5 separate regions of the Mus musculus genome follow, and regions 1, 3, 4 and 5 are each linked to region 2. A link is a contact called in public Hi-C, HiChIP or PLAC-seq and promoter capture Hi-C data. All regions are on one chromosome and are shown on one strand. Each heading gives the region's core, a stretch centred on a gene start, on an enhancer-like site or on the middle of the called end of the contact. The rest is flanking DNA. Distances are from core to core; before and after follow the strand shown. Region 1 has its middle 16 kb from the start of Cyp1a2. Region 2 holds the start of Neil1 (nei endonuclease VIII-like 1 (E. coli)). Region 3 holds the start of Ubl7 (ubiquitin-like 7 (bone marrow stromal cell-derived)). Region 4 holds the start of Sema7a (sema domain, immunoglobulin domain (Ig), and GPI membrane anchor, (semaphorin) 7A). Region 5 holds the start of Arid3b (AT rich interactive domain 3B (BRIGHT-like)).

Region 1 (2,700 bases), core at 70-2,569, 520 kb after region 2:
CTAGGATAGCCAGGGCTATATAGAAAGACAATGTCAAGAGAGAGACAGAGACAGAGAGAGAAGAGGGGAGGTGTCATTCTCCTGTAACCCTAGCGTTTGGGAGATGAAGGCAGGATGATCAGGAATTCAGAGACAGCCTCATCTACACAATAAGTTCCAGTCTAGCCTGGACCACATGACTCCAAAAATAAATACATACATACATACATAAAACTAAGCCTTTGAGATGGCTTAGATGGCAGAGACACTTGCTGTGAAGTCTGAAGACCTGAGTTCTACTCCTGGGATCAGTGTGACAGGAGAAAGTGGATTCTTGGATGACCTCTGACTCCCACATGTATGCTGTGGCATACTCCCTTGCTCATCATACACACATGATCACAAAAAATTTTTTAAAATATGGTTGGTTAGAAATACCACCTAGCCTAGGCAAGGCCACAGGTTTAATCCCAAGTAGGAAAAAAAAAAAGGCTCCTAATTCCTGGGGCCGCCTGACAGAGTTCTGGCATGGCCAAGTGGGAAGTGGAATTGCGCAGCCCCTGCTAGCCTGGGTGGGGGTGGGGTGTGTGCACAAGGCTTGAGCTGCACTGGGTCTACTCTGTGGCAAGTGCAGCCAGGTGTATGTGCGTGAGTGCGCCAGGTGTGCATTCAAGTGGGTCAGCGTGCCAGGCAGGTGTGTATGTGCCTGAGACTGGGCGTGGGTTGGTGGGTGTGTTTGTCATTCTTGTGTCCTCAGGCCCTAGGAGCCTCTAGCTGGAGCCCTGAGAACTCCGTGGAGGTGGCCGTGGGAGGTGACTAACTCAGACCTGGGAAGCCTTTGCTTCCTCTGCTCCCTGGCAATGGTCACACTTGAGGTTGGGGAGTCTTGGAACTGGTGACACCGAGACCATGCACAGAGGAGCAGAGTTCCTGTCCAGAGTTTTGGGGGTGACAGCGAGGAAATGGAGAAGAGCTTCAGTGAAACTTCAGGCAGGGCAGTGGTGGTGCACACCTTTAATCCCAGCACTCGGGAGGCAGAGGCAGGCAGATTCCTGAGTTCAAGGCCAGCCTGGTCTACAGAGTGAGTTCCAGGACAGCCAGGGGGCTACACAGAGAAACCCTGTCTCGAAAAACCAAAAACTGAGGCTCTGTTTATATAACCCAGATCAGGAGGGCCAGGGCAGGGCTAGTTTCAGCCAGGCTCCAACCCTTACCATGTCTTCTATGTGTAGAAATGGAGCCCCAGAGTTCTTGATTAGCAGCCTGTCTGGAGGGGTTCCTTTGAGCTAGCAGCCGGATGTGGGTAGGTAGAGTGGGAGAGCTAGCTGTCTTCCTGCCCTGTTCCCGTCTCTAAGGGCTCCCAGTCTGACAGTAGAAAATGCTTGCAGAGTTGGGAGTGTAGGTGAGAGGGCTAATGCTCTTCCTTACATGAAGTGGTGAGCTGAGCATTAGAAGTATCCGAATGTCCTCACTTCCAGCCGTCAGCTTTGGGGAGGCATTTTGGGGGCTGTTACTTTGTCCCTATGTAAAGGGCAGGAACTTTGGCCTGTCTATGCTGGATCCTTCTCTTATCTCTCCTGGCTTAACTTCGGGGCCCCAATGGTCTCCAGACTTGCCTTCCTTTACTAGGCCACTCCTTCTGTTGGTCAGCGCTTAGCACTCATAGAGGCCGCTCTGGGCCAGGACACAGAAAGCCAAGTGAGAGCAGATCCTGGGCTCCAGGGACTCCCAGCTGCAGACAGGGAGTCAGGGTGCCTAGCTCGGATGCTCTTCTCTGAAGGAAGGCACGTAGGGAGCCAGTCCAGGTGATGTAGACTACAGATGCGGGGAGTGGGGGCGAGGCCTGGAACAGAGAGAGGGTCCTGAAACTCCCACAGGGCTGGCAACAAGGGGGCGGTGGCCTCTCCCACTGGGAGATGAGTTTCCTTCCCGAAGCTCCTTCTCACGAAGTTCCTTCTCACGCGATGGACCGGAAGGGGTTATGGGCCTATTGTTCCCTGGCACGCTATCCACCCCCCTCCCAGCCCTCCCTAGCTTTTGGGTGGGTAGGAGTGGAGGAAGTGAGCTAAGCCTGGGCCCTGGCAAGACCCCAGTGAAGAGGGTGCAAGTCTTGAAGGATGCTCTCTCTCTCTCTCTCTCTCTCTCTCTCTCTCTCTCTCTCTCTCTCTCTCTCTTTCTCTCTCTCTCTGTCCACTCACGTGAGGCCTGACACTTTATACATACTATCTCATTAAGCCTCTTAGCAGCCCTGTGAGGTAGACCTATTATCCTCAATTGCAAGATGAGAAAAGCCAGGTTATGCAACTGGCTAGAGAATTTGAGCCAACCACCTGCTTTTCACTTTCTGCTTCCCCCTGCCGAGCTGGAACACCTCTTTAACTGCTGGCCCAGGACAGAAGTGCAGAGGTGAAGGTAGGGAGGGGCAGGAAAAAGCAAACAAATGTCACCTTACTGTCTGTCCTTGGGAGAGCACAGGTGGCCTCAGCAAAGACCAGAGGCTGCCTTCCTCCTCAGCATGGTGTGAGGTGCACCAGGTGTAGTCCTTGCCTAGAAATGTCCCTGCTATATAACCTGAGAGCTACCAGACCAGAGGATCCTGTGTCCTGATAATCAGAGAGCAGGGCCTTAGGGAGCTCGCTGAGGGGGTCACTGAGAGTTGGGGAGCCAACCACCTGCTTTTCACTTTCCGCTTCCCCCTGCCGAGCTGGAACACCTCTTTAA
Region 2 (2,894 bases), core at 155-2,654:
TAGGCACTGCTCTCAAAGGGCACCTCCGGGTTCCGGCTGACAGAGGACTTCTCCACACACCCACCAAATACCAGCCCCTTACATGTCTCATTCACAAAGTGGCTGGCCAGGTGCAGCTCTGGGCCCTCTGGCATTCTGAAGGAGGAATGGCTGGGCCCTGTAGTAGGAAGAGGACAACAGGTCGTGCCAGAAATGTCTTGTTCAGTAGGAATTATTACCAAGTTTGTACAGAGGAAAAGTCAGAGACACAGAGAGGCATAGCGCCATATAGGATAGGCAAAGAAATGGTGGCCTGGCCACCCATCCAAGGTACTGGGTACCAGGAAGCTGAAGCTGGGAGGCACATGGCTGTCTTGCTCACTGGTGCTTTCCTTCCATGGCCTCCACACCTCGCTTTAGAATACAGTTCAGATTCTTGCTGGAGCCTATTACCTTGTGTCCCCCAATCCCTCCTACCCACTTACAAACCTGTTCCTCCCCAACTCCTGGCCTTTGCCCCTGCTGCCTCCCATCCCACACACAGTAGGAAGTTTGAAGGAGGCCTTCTCTCTCCCTAATCCACATCTTAACTTAGGAGCTCCCAAAGTTCAAAGCTACTCAGCATCTGTTCTAGCACCTCACGGCACCCAAGGCAAAGCTCGGGTCACTCATCCACTACAGCTCAATCAGGCCCTGAATCTGTCTACATCCATGGAGGTAGAAACTCAAATGTGCGCTGGACCAATGGGATTGACCTAGCCTGCCATGGTCACCCAGGCAGAAGAGAGAGGCTTTCTCCCGGCTGCCTTCTTGTCAGGACAGGAGGCAGAAGTAGGAGAAGGGTAAGCTCCAATCTGTGCACAGCCCTGTTCTCATGGATCCCTGGGGTGCCAGGAAGGACAGGGCTCTCGTTCTTTGTCCTCACCACCCTCCTCTATCCCTCACCTCGCGCTTTGCTACTAGCAAGATCTGAGGAGAAGGTAGGTAGGGAAGACGGGCGGTTTTAAAGTAGACGCGTTGGGGGCTTGGCACCAAAAAGGGTTCGGTTTGCGGAAAACCTTCAGAGTCCTAGTTTTGCGAGGTGTGAGATAGCGCACACACCCAACAAAATTTTGGTTTCTCTGTCTTTCCCGGGCTCCCAGATCCTTTAGATCTTCACCTTTACTGAGACCCCGAATCGCCCCCATTAAAGTTGAATGAATACCTGCTCTGGTTACTGCTCAACCTGAGGCAGCAGCCAGTAAGGGGTTAATCCCAGCAGTCTGCCGAACTTCAGAGCACGCTGGGAAAGGCTAGAGACACTCTGGTACCTGCTGGGAAATGTAGTTTTCTCAGGCAGGCGGCGCAGTATGGAATGGAGTTCCTTATTTATGAGAATCCCGGGTGTTGGGCAAGCTTTGGAGCAGTCGCGTAACCCGGAGGTGACGAAAGAACTGTGAGCAGAGCCTTGTTCCGAACTGGTGCCCGGAGTCGCAGCTGCGTCTGCAGTTGAAGTCACCAGTTAGCCTGGCCAGGATTGACGCCAGCAGCCGGAAACGGCGCTGTGTAGAGCCACAAGCAGCTGTATGCGAGGCATACACAGGTGCAAGATAAACAATCCCTGGGGACCCAAGATGGCCGTGTCAATGAGCAGTCAGATGTAACATATAAACAACTTTATCACGGCCTGCGGGAGCTAGGGGGCCGAGAGGGGGGAGTGCATCCGGCAATACCACAGGGGCTTATATCTGGGGCAGCACTAGGTAAAGTCAGGAGTTAGGCACAAAAGCTTGGTTTGACTGTCACAACCTCAGGCAAAAAAAAAAAAAAAAAAAGTGTCGGCAAGATACCTTTTGCCAGGCACAAGGGATCGATTCAAAGTTCAGGAACAGAAGCTGAGGAAGGCCTGTGTGGCTGCCGCAGGGGTGAGTGGTGATGGGTAGGCTAGGGGAGAACAAGAGGAGAGAAACATTGGTGAGGCTAAGCCTCAAACGTCCCTGGGAGATGGAAGCAGCATTATTAAAACGTATAAAAGAGAAAGAAAGCCTCTGCAGGTGCGTTGTGCTGACCAACAGCGGAGACTCACCCTTTTACACACTTATTTCTCTTGTTCCTCCAGTCACCCATTTACTCATTTCTTATATTTTTTAGGAGAGGACGGTTAAAGAGAGGGTCTTGCTATGTATTCCTCATTGTCCTGGGCCTCAGACTGGTTCCCAGCTTCCCCTGATCTTCTCTTCAGCCTCCTCAGTAAGAACTGGGATGATAGGAAAGGGCCACTGTCGTGGTTTGAATGAGAATGGCCTCCACAGGCTTCCCGTCTCATCAGGCGGCTGTACTCACGTGTTCAAGCATGAACTAGCAAGCTCGCACACACATGGGGTGGGGAGGGAGATGATAAAAATGTCTTAAGAAACACAGCGTGTGGAATATAAGCAGAGTGGAATATTATACACTGCCTGCCACAGGTAGCAGCATAGGTGATTTTGAGGATATTATGCTAGGTGGTAGGTAGGTCAGTTACAGAAGGACAAACACTGAGATTCCATTTATGTGAGAAGTCCACATTAATCAGACACACAGAGTGAGGAGAAAGATTGTTGAAGATGGGGTAGGGGAGGAGAGGTTGATAGTAGGAATAAAGTTCCAGTTGCCTAAGATGAGCAAGTGCAGCATGCGGTCTGTAGCTAACACTGTTGTACAGCAAACTCTCTGTTGGATTCTTTTTTATTGTCGTTGTGCTGTGTATATGATGTGTGTGTGTGTGTGGGAGGTATTCATGTACCACAGTGCACATGCGGAAGTCGGAGTCAGGTCTCTCTGGCCAGTTGAAGCAGGCCTCTCTTGTTTATGCTGCTGTACTGCACTCCAGGCTGGCTGGCCCCAGAGCTTCTGAACAGCTCTCCCGCCTGCACCTCCCATCTCCCTCTCCATTT
Region 3 (2,700 bases), core at 156-2,655, 760 kb after region 2:
GACCAGGAGGGTTAATTATGTATGTGTAGTTTGCTTTTTCTCTGTTAAGCTATTGTACTCAGTTACTACCCGAGTTCTGTCCTAGAGTGGACTGTACAAGAATACAACTTTTGTTTTGTTTTGTTTTTCGAGACAGGGTTTCTCTGTGTAGCCCTGGCTGTCCTGGAACTCACTATGTAGACCAGGCTGGCCTCAAACTCAGAAATCTGCCTGACTCTGCCTCCTGAGTGCTGGGCTTAAAGGCGTGCGCCACCACGCCCGGCAAGAATACAACTTTTACACTTGTGTACACAGTAGCTATTATGAACTTTTTTTAAAAAAAAGATTTATTTATGTATTTTATACACTGTCACTGTCTTCAGACACACCAGAAGAGGGCACCGGATCCCATTATAGATGGCTGTGAGTCACCACTTGGTTGCTGGAAATTGAACTCAGGACCTCTGGAAGAGCACTCAGTGCTCTTAACTGCTGAGCCTTCTCTCCAGCCTGAACTTTATCTTTTAAAATTACATTTTTTTATTAGTGTGTGTGTGTGGTCAGTTTTGGGGAGTCAGTTCAATCCTTTCACCATTTGTTCCCGGGGAGGTCCTCAGGTTTGAATGCAAGTGCTTTTACCTGCTGAGCCATCTCACCCGTCCCTCAGCTTCACAGTTTTAAAGTTGGTTGTTTTTGGTTATTGTTTTCCTTAATTGTGGAACTTTCTGAGAAAAATCACTTCTCTCTTGAGTTTAGCTAACTCTAACTTTTGTGTAAACTCAATCCAATTTGATTGTGCATTAGTTTCTCAGCCATCTAAAACAGGCAGTGTCTCCACGAAAGTTCAGTGGAAATTCCCCTCCCCAAACTGATTCTACGAATGACTGTGTTATAAACCCCATTGTTGCATGTTCGCGGTGGGCCAGAAACCCGACTTAATCACTCCCCTTACGGACTCAACTTTTAGCGCCCTGGTGCGCTGCCACAAGGCAGGTTTCCTGGGAGAAAGGAGCAAGAAGCACAAGAGGCTGGCTACGTGGGAGAACTGCGTCTTCATCGGAAGGGCCGCGGGGCGCCTGTCCACTTAGGAACCCGTCCCCCTCGGAGAAGGCTCGCCCTCCGGCCTAGGACTCCTCCAAACCCGGGACAACCAACAGGCTTCACATATATCCCTGGAGAGCGCGGGAATCATCGGGCTATTGGCTGCTTTCGAAAATTCCACACTGAGTCTCCCTACCTCAGGTGGTGGTACAATTGTGTCTGACAGAAAGCTACAACCTACTGGCTTCTAGGACCTCAAACTGCTCGTGCTCGCACTCACGCCTCCTAGGACCCGGAAGCATTGCCACTAGCTGCTGGACGGCCATTTATAAGGGGCTGGGTCTCAGTGAAAACTATAGTCCCCAGAATGCAGCGCGGAGCTTCCGGTTTCCGGCAAGAGGACCAGAGTGAGTGTTTACACCGGCGGCTCGCTGCGGCCGGGTTCCTTCCGCGGGACGGGTGAGGGCGCTGGGCCCCCTCCCTGGGCGCGCGGGGCTCTCGTGGGTCCGGAGTAGCTAACTGGTCCCACGAGAGAGGTGGGGTTGTCAACATTGTCCCTACTCACGACTAGGTATCTGTGACCTTGGGCCAAGAGACTTCAGCTTTCTGAGTCTTTATTCCTGATCTGTAAAATAAGGACAATGATGCCAGTTTCAGGAGACAGTTGTGAGGATTGAAATCGGTATACAAAAACCTCCTTTCTCGCTTTAAACCTAAAGGTGGATAGTACCTTGAAGTCCGCTGGGTCGCACCACAGTTTTTTCTTAGCCTTGTCTTTACTGCAAGAGACCTCTTTGGCAGAAATAGTGTCTGTAACAAGGACTGGTCTTGCGGTACAAGGCTCTTGCACCCTTTGAATTTTTAGATTTATTTTGTGGGCATTCATATATGTCAGGCTGGGGACTGTGTTAGAAAAGCTCTAGTCTTGGCTTTCAAGAATGGGGGGGGTTTCACAAATATGAGGGACGCAATGAGAAGTTGAGAAGTAAATAAGTTGTACAAGGGAAAAAGCAGCAAAGAGAAGGTAGCTTTCTAAGTCTGGCATCTGGTAATGAAGCTGGCTGACTTGTCCTCAAATCTATTGATTTGTGTTGCTCTTTTGCCTTGAGGGAACAGGGAATGTGTGACCAAGAAGAGAGCATGGAACCGATGTGTTTGTGTGGGTCTTGGTAGGAGTTTGCTAAGAGGCCAAAAAGGGAAGAGAACTTATATGCAAAGACAGGAGGTGAGCAGAGTTACATATAGGGGACAACTTTGTTATGAAGTATACTTACGTGTGTTGTTATAAAGGGGCAGGGCTGGGTCTATTGAAGAAAGCTGGTAGGCGTCAGAATAAATGGGTTTGTAATCTGGCTGTGGAGTTAACACCCACCTGTTCATAGAAGTGCTTTGGGATTAATGGGGGCCTTCTAAGCAGTTAAGTTTGTTAGATCTGTGTTTTAACAATAAGACATTGGGTGGTGCTATAGATCTCTGATAAGGGCAGGCAAGAGAGACAAGGGCCCTCCTTAAAGTGTTGTTATAGCTAAATCAAAAGCTGGAGAAGAAAACCAGAAATGAGTGTGTAGAAGGGAGAGGGTTGGGTGATCTTGCTTGAACCTCACAACATTCCTATCCAACTGATTGGCCTTTTGTGTTTACTTTTTTTTTTTTTTTCTTTTGTTTTTTTGAGACAGGGTT
Region 4 (2,700 bases), core at 137-2,636, 790 kb after region 2:
ACAGCCCTGTAGTGTCTCTAGACCCCTCCCCACAGAGAGATCTGGAGGAATTCACCTTAGTGGCTAGGGTACTTTGGGGCTTTTAGGAATGGAGAAAACAACTAGAAGCAGACTGTACAATTGGCAGAGCTAAGATTCGCTGTATCAAAACCTCCCTGCCCGTGGAGCAGTGAAGAGGCTGGCTCTGAGGTCAGGGCATCCTGCCCAGGGTCTGCCTGTGTCTACAGCATGCTCAGTATGTCTGGGTCTGTGGGTTTTGAAGGTCAAGTCTTTGTTTACTTCTGTTCCCTCTTCCTTGCCCTGTCTCTTCTTGGTGCAGTACATCTTAGACTACATATACAGTAAGCAATAGATTGGGACAAGCTGACCTGGATGGATTTCCCAGTCATAGCTTCTTTGGGTACAAGCAGAGGTAGGGAATCTGTCCATCTCTGGCCCAAGGAACATGGGAGACCCTTTTACGAAGAGCAGACAAAGTGGCTCTGAAAACATAAGCCAATGACAGAGTTTCCTGGGTTGTTCAGGTGACTGCAGAGGGGCCTGGACCCTCTGATGGAACTACCACCGCGTCACCAGGTTGCCCTTGGTATGTAGCTGAGCCTTAGGCAGAGAAAGATTCCCTTCGATTGGTCTGACCTTCCCTCTCTGATTATGAGTCTTGTGCCCCTCACTTTTTTCTTGGGGAAGGGGCCTTCCTAATTATATCCCCCTCAGTGCACATGGAAATGAGTTTGGATTTTCTGAGCATACACCAGCTGGCTGGGGGGAGGCAGCCCAGAAGGCTGCTGGCTGGGGAAGGGAGGAGAAAGGAGAGGGAGAGGAGGGAGCCAGGCCAAGATGAAAAATTCCCAGTGTTCTCTCAGGCAGAGCAATCGTGGGGCGTTGTGGGCACCCCACACATCTTAGACCTCCCCTCTCTCCTCCACAGAGGAAAGCATCCTGCTCCGGCTGATAGGATCAGCAGAGAGCTGCGTCCCACTCCCGCAAGCCCATTCTATGAGAATGGTTCTCTGACTACAAACCACTTAGCTGACAGCAAGGGGGGTTGTCCGGTGTTAGACTCATCCATGCGCTGAGAGATCCTTACGGATTTCCTAGGCCTTTCTTTCCACTGGGGCGAGGGAAGTGGAACTGAAGCCCAGAGGAGGGATGGGATCTGCCCCTCATGACAGATCACAAGTCTGTCTTCTTTGCAGCTGGGTTCTCCCGGTGGAGTTGCCCGCGTGCGGGTAGCGAAGGTTTTCCTGGCAGCGGTCACCGCACAAGCAAGGGGCCACCGGCAAAGCTAGAAAAGGCTGCGAGGGGCGGGGGGGAGGGGCGGGGTGGGGTCAGGCGCTTGACTCCGCCTCCTGGCGCTAGGTTCTGCCTGCGGCCGGGCGCTGTCTCAGTCTCGGCTGCTTGCCGCTGTCGCTCCGGGGCTGCGGGATGACGCCTCCTCCTCCCGGACGTGCCGCCCCCAGCGCACCGCGCGCCCGCGTCCTCAGCCTGCCGGCTCGGTTCGGGCTCCCGCTGCGGCTGCGGCTTCTGCTGGTGTTCTGGGTGGCCGCCGCCTCCGCCCAAGGCCACTCGAGGAGCGGACCCCGCATCTCCGCCGTCTGGAAAGGTAGGCGGCGCCGCGCGGCCGGCGGGGCGCGGGATCGGACGCCTTGCGGGGCGGGTGCAGAGTGTGCGGCACCCGGAGAGAGTGCGTGTGCGCAGCTCTGCGGGTCTCAGGCTGGCCCCGAAGGGAGCGTGTGGGTCCGGGTGAGTGTTTGTGAGTGTGCGTACTGTCACGCCGGAGCGGGCTGGAGCGCTGCAGCGTGCGAGCGAGTGGCTGGGGCCCGGGCCCAGCTAAGTGGCGCTCCAAGTCCAACGGCAGCTCTGAGCCGGAGCCGCAGCGCCCGAGCGCGGGGGGAGGCTGCGGGCCCCTGTCTCACCGAGGCTCTTTGGCTTTCCGCCACGGGGTCTACTATACAGAACCCTTCTTTCCCCTGGCCAGCTTCATCACCCCGACCTCCTCCTTGCAAGCTGCGAGCTCTGCTGGCACGCGGGGCTCGGGCTCGGCTGGTGAAGGGGGCGCGGACCCATTGCCGCCGCCGCTGCGCTCGGGCTGCGGGAACAAAGACCCCGCCGCCTGCCCCCGCCCCCGCCCCGGCCCGGAGCGCGGGCCAGGCAAGGGGGTGGGCACCCTGCGGCGAACCGGGACAAGGTGCGGTGCAGGGGCTCCGAGCACCTGGGCGCTGTCTCCGTAATGCTAGGACCAGCCGCTCCCCCCTTGCCCGCACGTGGCAGTTGTCACCAGAAATCGGCACTAGCACGGGGAGGGGGGACAGTGCCCATTGGGTGGGGCGAGGCCATTGGGACCCCCAAGCGGCGTATCTGGGGAGGAGTGTGCATCCTTAGGACTGTAGTGAATATGAGAACCTGAGGGACTGGAGTCTTTCCTTCGGGCATCGCAGTTCAGAACCACGGACGGTGGGACAGAAAGCTGGCTAGGTTGGGGTTGGAGGCTTTCTGCCACTAGGGACTGAGCTCCCTCCCTGCATTGCACACAAATGCCTCCCCGCCCCCAGACAAACTCAGCTCTGTACCCAAATTTGGCATCTCTGCAGCCCCTCCCCTAGTGGTGATGGGGGACTCACACCGGGGGCTGGGGGTACTTGTCCTGTCTGTCCCTACTGTCCCTTTGATGCCTTGGCAGTTTGCAGGGATTGCGGAAGT
Region 5 (2,908 bases), core at 390-2,889, 690 kb after region 2:
TTTATTCTATGAGTCCAGTGAAGAAAAGGCTTCCAGTCCCAAAGTACCCTGGGGGCAGGGTTATCTGCATTCTTGCCAATCTGTCTCCAAACACAAATCCCTTTCACACCCTTCCACCTCTAACCTTCCCAGGTTCCCCCTTCAACACACCTCACTTAAGTTATAGTTTCCCACAAGTCTTCCTCAGAGCAAATTTTAGGGTGAAGAGGACTGGCAACAGGGTGTGCATTTCTGTTTGCCACATGAAAGGGGAAGCGGCACTGTGCAGGTTGGGACTTGATATTTGCATTGTCCCAGTGTTTTAGGATTGAGTTGGAAGATAAGAAAATGTAACCTTTTACCATCTTCAAAAATTCATGGGAGAACTAATCTCTAACAAGAAAAAAAAATGGCTTTGATTTATATAAATTTTTACACGTTTAAAGAGTATAATTTTTAAAGCTGGGGAGGCGGGGAGTTCAAAAACCAACCAGAGCCATGCTAGACAAATCTCATTTTGTTTCTTAGAAGCACTTGGTTGTAGCTTTCATAGGCGGATAAAAGATTCCAATTCCAATTGGCCCCTTACTGCCTGTCCCTCCTCCTGGCAGTTTGGAAAGTATAAGTTATGCCTGCAGCAATACTTTCTTTCTGCTTTAGTTCTTATTCTGTAGGGAAGCCTGAAAGTTGGCAAAATTGTTCCTTTAAAATAAAAACCCCGTTGGGGACAAAACAAAACGCACACAAAAGAAGAGCAAGCAATTCACTGGTCATTTAGAAATATTCGTATAATCTTTAAAGTCAAACAACACAACTGGAATATTTCAACCAACTCCTGCCAGTCATAGTACAACTGCTTCTTTTCTGGTTGGCACCATCTTCTCGGTAGGCTTTCCTCAGCAAGGGAGAGGGGTGTCCGATAGCGTCTTTATTAAGACAGAGATGACTCCGTTTTACAACTCAATTGGCACATCCTCCCGAAGAGTCCATCTCATCCCAATCCCTAAGCAGCCAAGGATTCAAACAATACTACTAACATCTAGAGAATTTACGTCTCCGAAATCTAACTTCATCTCTCCATCCCTCGCTCGGGTTTTTTAAACTTCCCGGACCTCCAAACCGAGAGCAACGGACTGCTTGCCGCTTGAGCCCGGCCTTGGTGACCATTTCCCTTACCTTCGTTTCCAGCTCTGTCCCCGACCCTCTTCGACCCCTCTTTCCATTCTTTACCTCCCACCCAATGGAGCCCTATCACTTTTACTTCCACCAAGCCCCCTTTGCCAATCTCCCGGCTCTTCTCTAATTACTCCATCTAAGCTCGCTCTGCGGTTGCCAAAAGGGGGGGGGGGTCCCTTACCTTTCCCATCTCTTTATCTCAAACCACTCCTTTGGACACCGGGAGGACGGGGCTCCTCCCGATGCTCTCACTTTTTCTCAGCGGACCCCGGCTTCACTAGCCCGCGTCTCCCCTACACACCTGCCTCGGCTCCCATTTCGGTCCCCTCCACCTGCCACAGCCCCTCTCCCGCCGCGGCAGAAAGAACCACGACCCGCGCCGCTCACCTATGTGCAGCGTTCCGGGCTCGCGGGTAGGGAGGAGGCAGCCGCTCAGACCCCAGCGTAGCAGCTGAGCCTGCTACTCCTCCGCAGCTGGGGGCCACAGCCGGGGCGGGGCCCGCACCGGAAGCTGTGCTGCGGGGCCCGGCCGTCAGCCCGGGGCGGGGGAGGGGCAGGTAGGGGCGGGGCCCCACGGTGGGGGGCGGGGCCCGAGGCCGGAAGCAGCTAAAAAGGGAACGAGGTGGGGGTGGGTGGGTAGTGCGAGACGGAAGTGACTCCTAGAGACCGCCCTCTGGTTGAAGCCGTGGGCGGAAGCCATTTAAGGCGGGCGGAGGCTTCGGCCAATGGGAGAGCACGGACTCAGAGGAGTTCCGGTGTGAGTGCTTTCGCGGGGAGTTGAAAAGAGTAGGACTGACTACAGCACACGGGTTTCTGGCTGCCGTGGTTGTGAATTGTTTGTAATAAGTGAAAGAAAGGAATAAAGAGTGCTAACTTTCAGCTAGTCTTAATGAAGCATTCCAGCCTTTTATTAGTTTTTTTCTAAATTTCACTTTTTGGATTGAAATTTTCCTGTTCTGGAACACCACCTCTATCCATCCCCAACCTCACCTCGTCACAGGGGTTAATGTTTTCTTTCTTCAGGTTCCAAAGGTAGAAGCTGAATCCTGGCACCGCTTATACAATAAAACAACAAAACCTTGTCTTCTGGGACTCCTAACTCTGGGGAACTTCTGTGAATTTATGCATGCACCTCCTTGTTTTACCTTTCTCCCAACTGACCATCATCCTTGATCCAGAGTCTATGGCTCGCTTAGTTTTGGGTCTTAAAACAATCCCAGCCAAAACCTAGAACTTATTGCCACTGGCTTTTCTTGTCCCTTCCCTTCTTCCTTCCCTTCCCCTCTTTTCTTTCTTGTTAGAAGGTAGCTCACCTATTTAGCAAAAGTAGTTGACCATCAAGCTCCAGGAATCCTGTCTTTACTTCTGAAATGCTAGGATTGCAGGTGTGCACCACACCTGGCTTTTTACTGAGGCGTTGGATATCCAAATTTAGACCCTTATTCTTTGGCGCCACGCTCTTAACTCACTAATCCATCTCAGTTCCTGATGAAAACTTTTATGGTTTGTTGTTGTTGTTGTTTGTTTTGTTTTGTTGCAGTCCTGGTCCCTTATTTCTTTTTTGTCCACTAGGCCATGAATTCATATGGAATGGGCTCCAGCAGTTTCCGTTAGTCCTCACAAAGTGTGCTTCTCTGGTTGACGCAGGCTGGCGCTTCAGCTGCACCCGGGTGCCCTTCTCCTTGGCTTCCTTCTTCTGATCGTTCTCCTTCACCCGCTTCAGGAAGCTGTCCCTGCTCTTCGAGTGCTTGAT

Evidence for each region. Promoter capture Hi-C pulls out the DNA fragments that hold promoters and counts their contacts. A called contact is a pair of places that touch in the nucleus more often than the background predicts. HiChIP or PLAC-seq counts read pairs in DNA pulled down with a chosen protein or histone mark.
Region 1: an H3K27ac HiChIP or PLAC-seq map of T-cell acute lymphoblastic leukemia shows a contact between it and region 2, with 6 times the contacts expected there. The contact joins the enhancer-like site here to the promoter of Neil1 in region 2. A contact is called at or near these places in 2 of 39 promoter capture datasets (the C10 cell line and cranial neural crest), 4 of 484 Hi-C or Micro-C datasets (the Ba/F3 cell line, Th1 cells, embryonic stem cells and 1 more), 5 of 115 datasets of contacts at active chromatin or transcription factors (T-cell acute lymphoblastic leukemia, bone marrow-derived macrophages, double positive thymocytes and 1 more) and 3 of 9 other capture datasets (adipose tissue, macrophages and pancreatic islet).
Region 3: a promoter capture Hi-C map of pre-B cells shows a contact between it and region 2, with 2.1 times the contacts expected there. The contact joins the promoter of Ubl7 here to the promoter of Neil1 in region 2. A contact is called at or near these places in 2 of 39 promoter capture datasets (liver and pre-B cells), 2 of 115 datasets of contacts at active chromatin or transcription factors (memory CD8 T cells and regulatory T cells) and 2 of 9 other capture datasets (adipose tissue and liver).
Region 4: a contact with region 2 is called in a promoter capture Hi-C map of embryonic stem cells, with 2.6 times the contacts expected there. The contact joins the promoter of Sema7a here to the promoter of Neil1 in region 2. A contact is called at or near these places in 1 of 39 promoter capture datasets (embryonic stem cells), 1 of 115 datasets of contacts at active chromatin or transcription factors (large pre-B cells) and 1 of 9 other capture datasets (liver).
Region 5: a contact with region 2 is called in a Hi-C map of CD8 T cells, with 2.1 times the contacts expected there. The contact joins the promoter of Arid3b here to the promoter of Neil1 in region 2. A contact is called at or near these places in 4 of 39 promoter capture datasets (liver, neutrophils and pre-B cells), 3 of 484 Hi-C or Micro-C datasets (B cells, CD4 T cells and CD8 T cells), 1 of 115 datasets of contacts at active chromatin or transcription factors (bone marrow-derived macrophages) and 2 of 9 other capture datasets (adipose tissue and liver).

What each region holds. Positions count from the first base shown.
Region 1 is chr9:57,666,097-57,668,796 of GRCm38.p6, forward strand. No RefSeq gene overlaps it. Among named protein-coding and RNA genes, the nearest start is that of Cyp1a2, 16 kb to the right of the region's middle. Within about 2 kb of position 1,320, at least 22 of the 459 cell types and tissues checked have an H3K27ac peak or open chromatin away from gene starts, as enhancers often do. A contact at or near this core is called in T-cell acute lymphoblastic leukemia, adipose tissue and double positive thymocytes, where this site is marked.
Region 2 is chr9:57,146,901-57,149,794 of GRCm38.p6, forward strand. Neil1 (nei endonuclease VIII-like 1 (E. coli)) reads right to left here and starts at 1,405. Exons shown (of 10, transcript NM_028347.3): 1 at 1,184-1,405; 2 at 1-157. The coding sequence starts at 134.
Region 3 is chr9:57,909,581-57,912,280 of GRCm38.p6, forward strand. Ubl7 (ubiquitin-like 7 (bone marrow stromal cell-derived)) reads left to right here and starts at 1,406. Exons shown (of 11, transcript NM_001122873.1): 1 at 1,406-1,479.
Region 4 is chr9:57,938,726-57,941,425 of GRCm38.p6, forward strand. Sema7a (sema domain, immunoglobulin domain (Ig), and GPI membrane anchor, (semaphorin) 7A) reads left to right here and starts at 1,387. Exons shown (of 14, transcript NM_011352.3): 1 at 1,387-1,603. The coding sequence starts at 1,426.
Region 5 is chr9:57,835,140-57,838,047 of GRCm38.p6, forward strand. Arid3b (AT rich interactive domain 3B (BRIGHT-like)) reads right to left here and starts at 1,640. Exons shown (of 9, transcript NM_001379353.1): 1 at 1,543-1,640. It also overlaps the pseudogene Gm7547.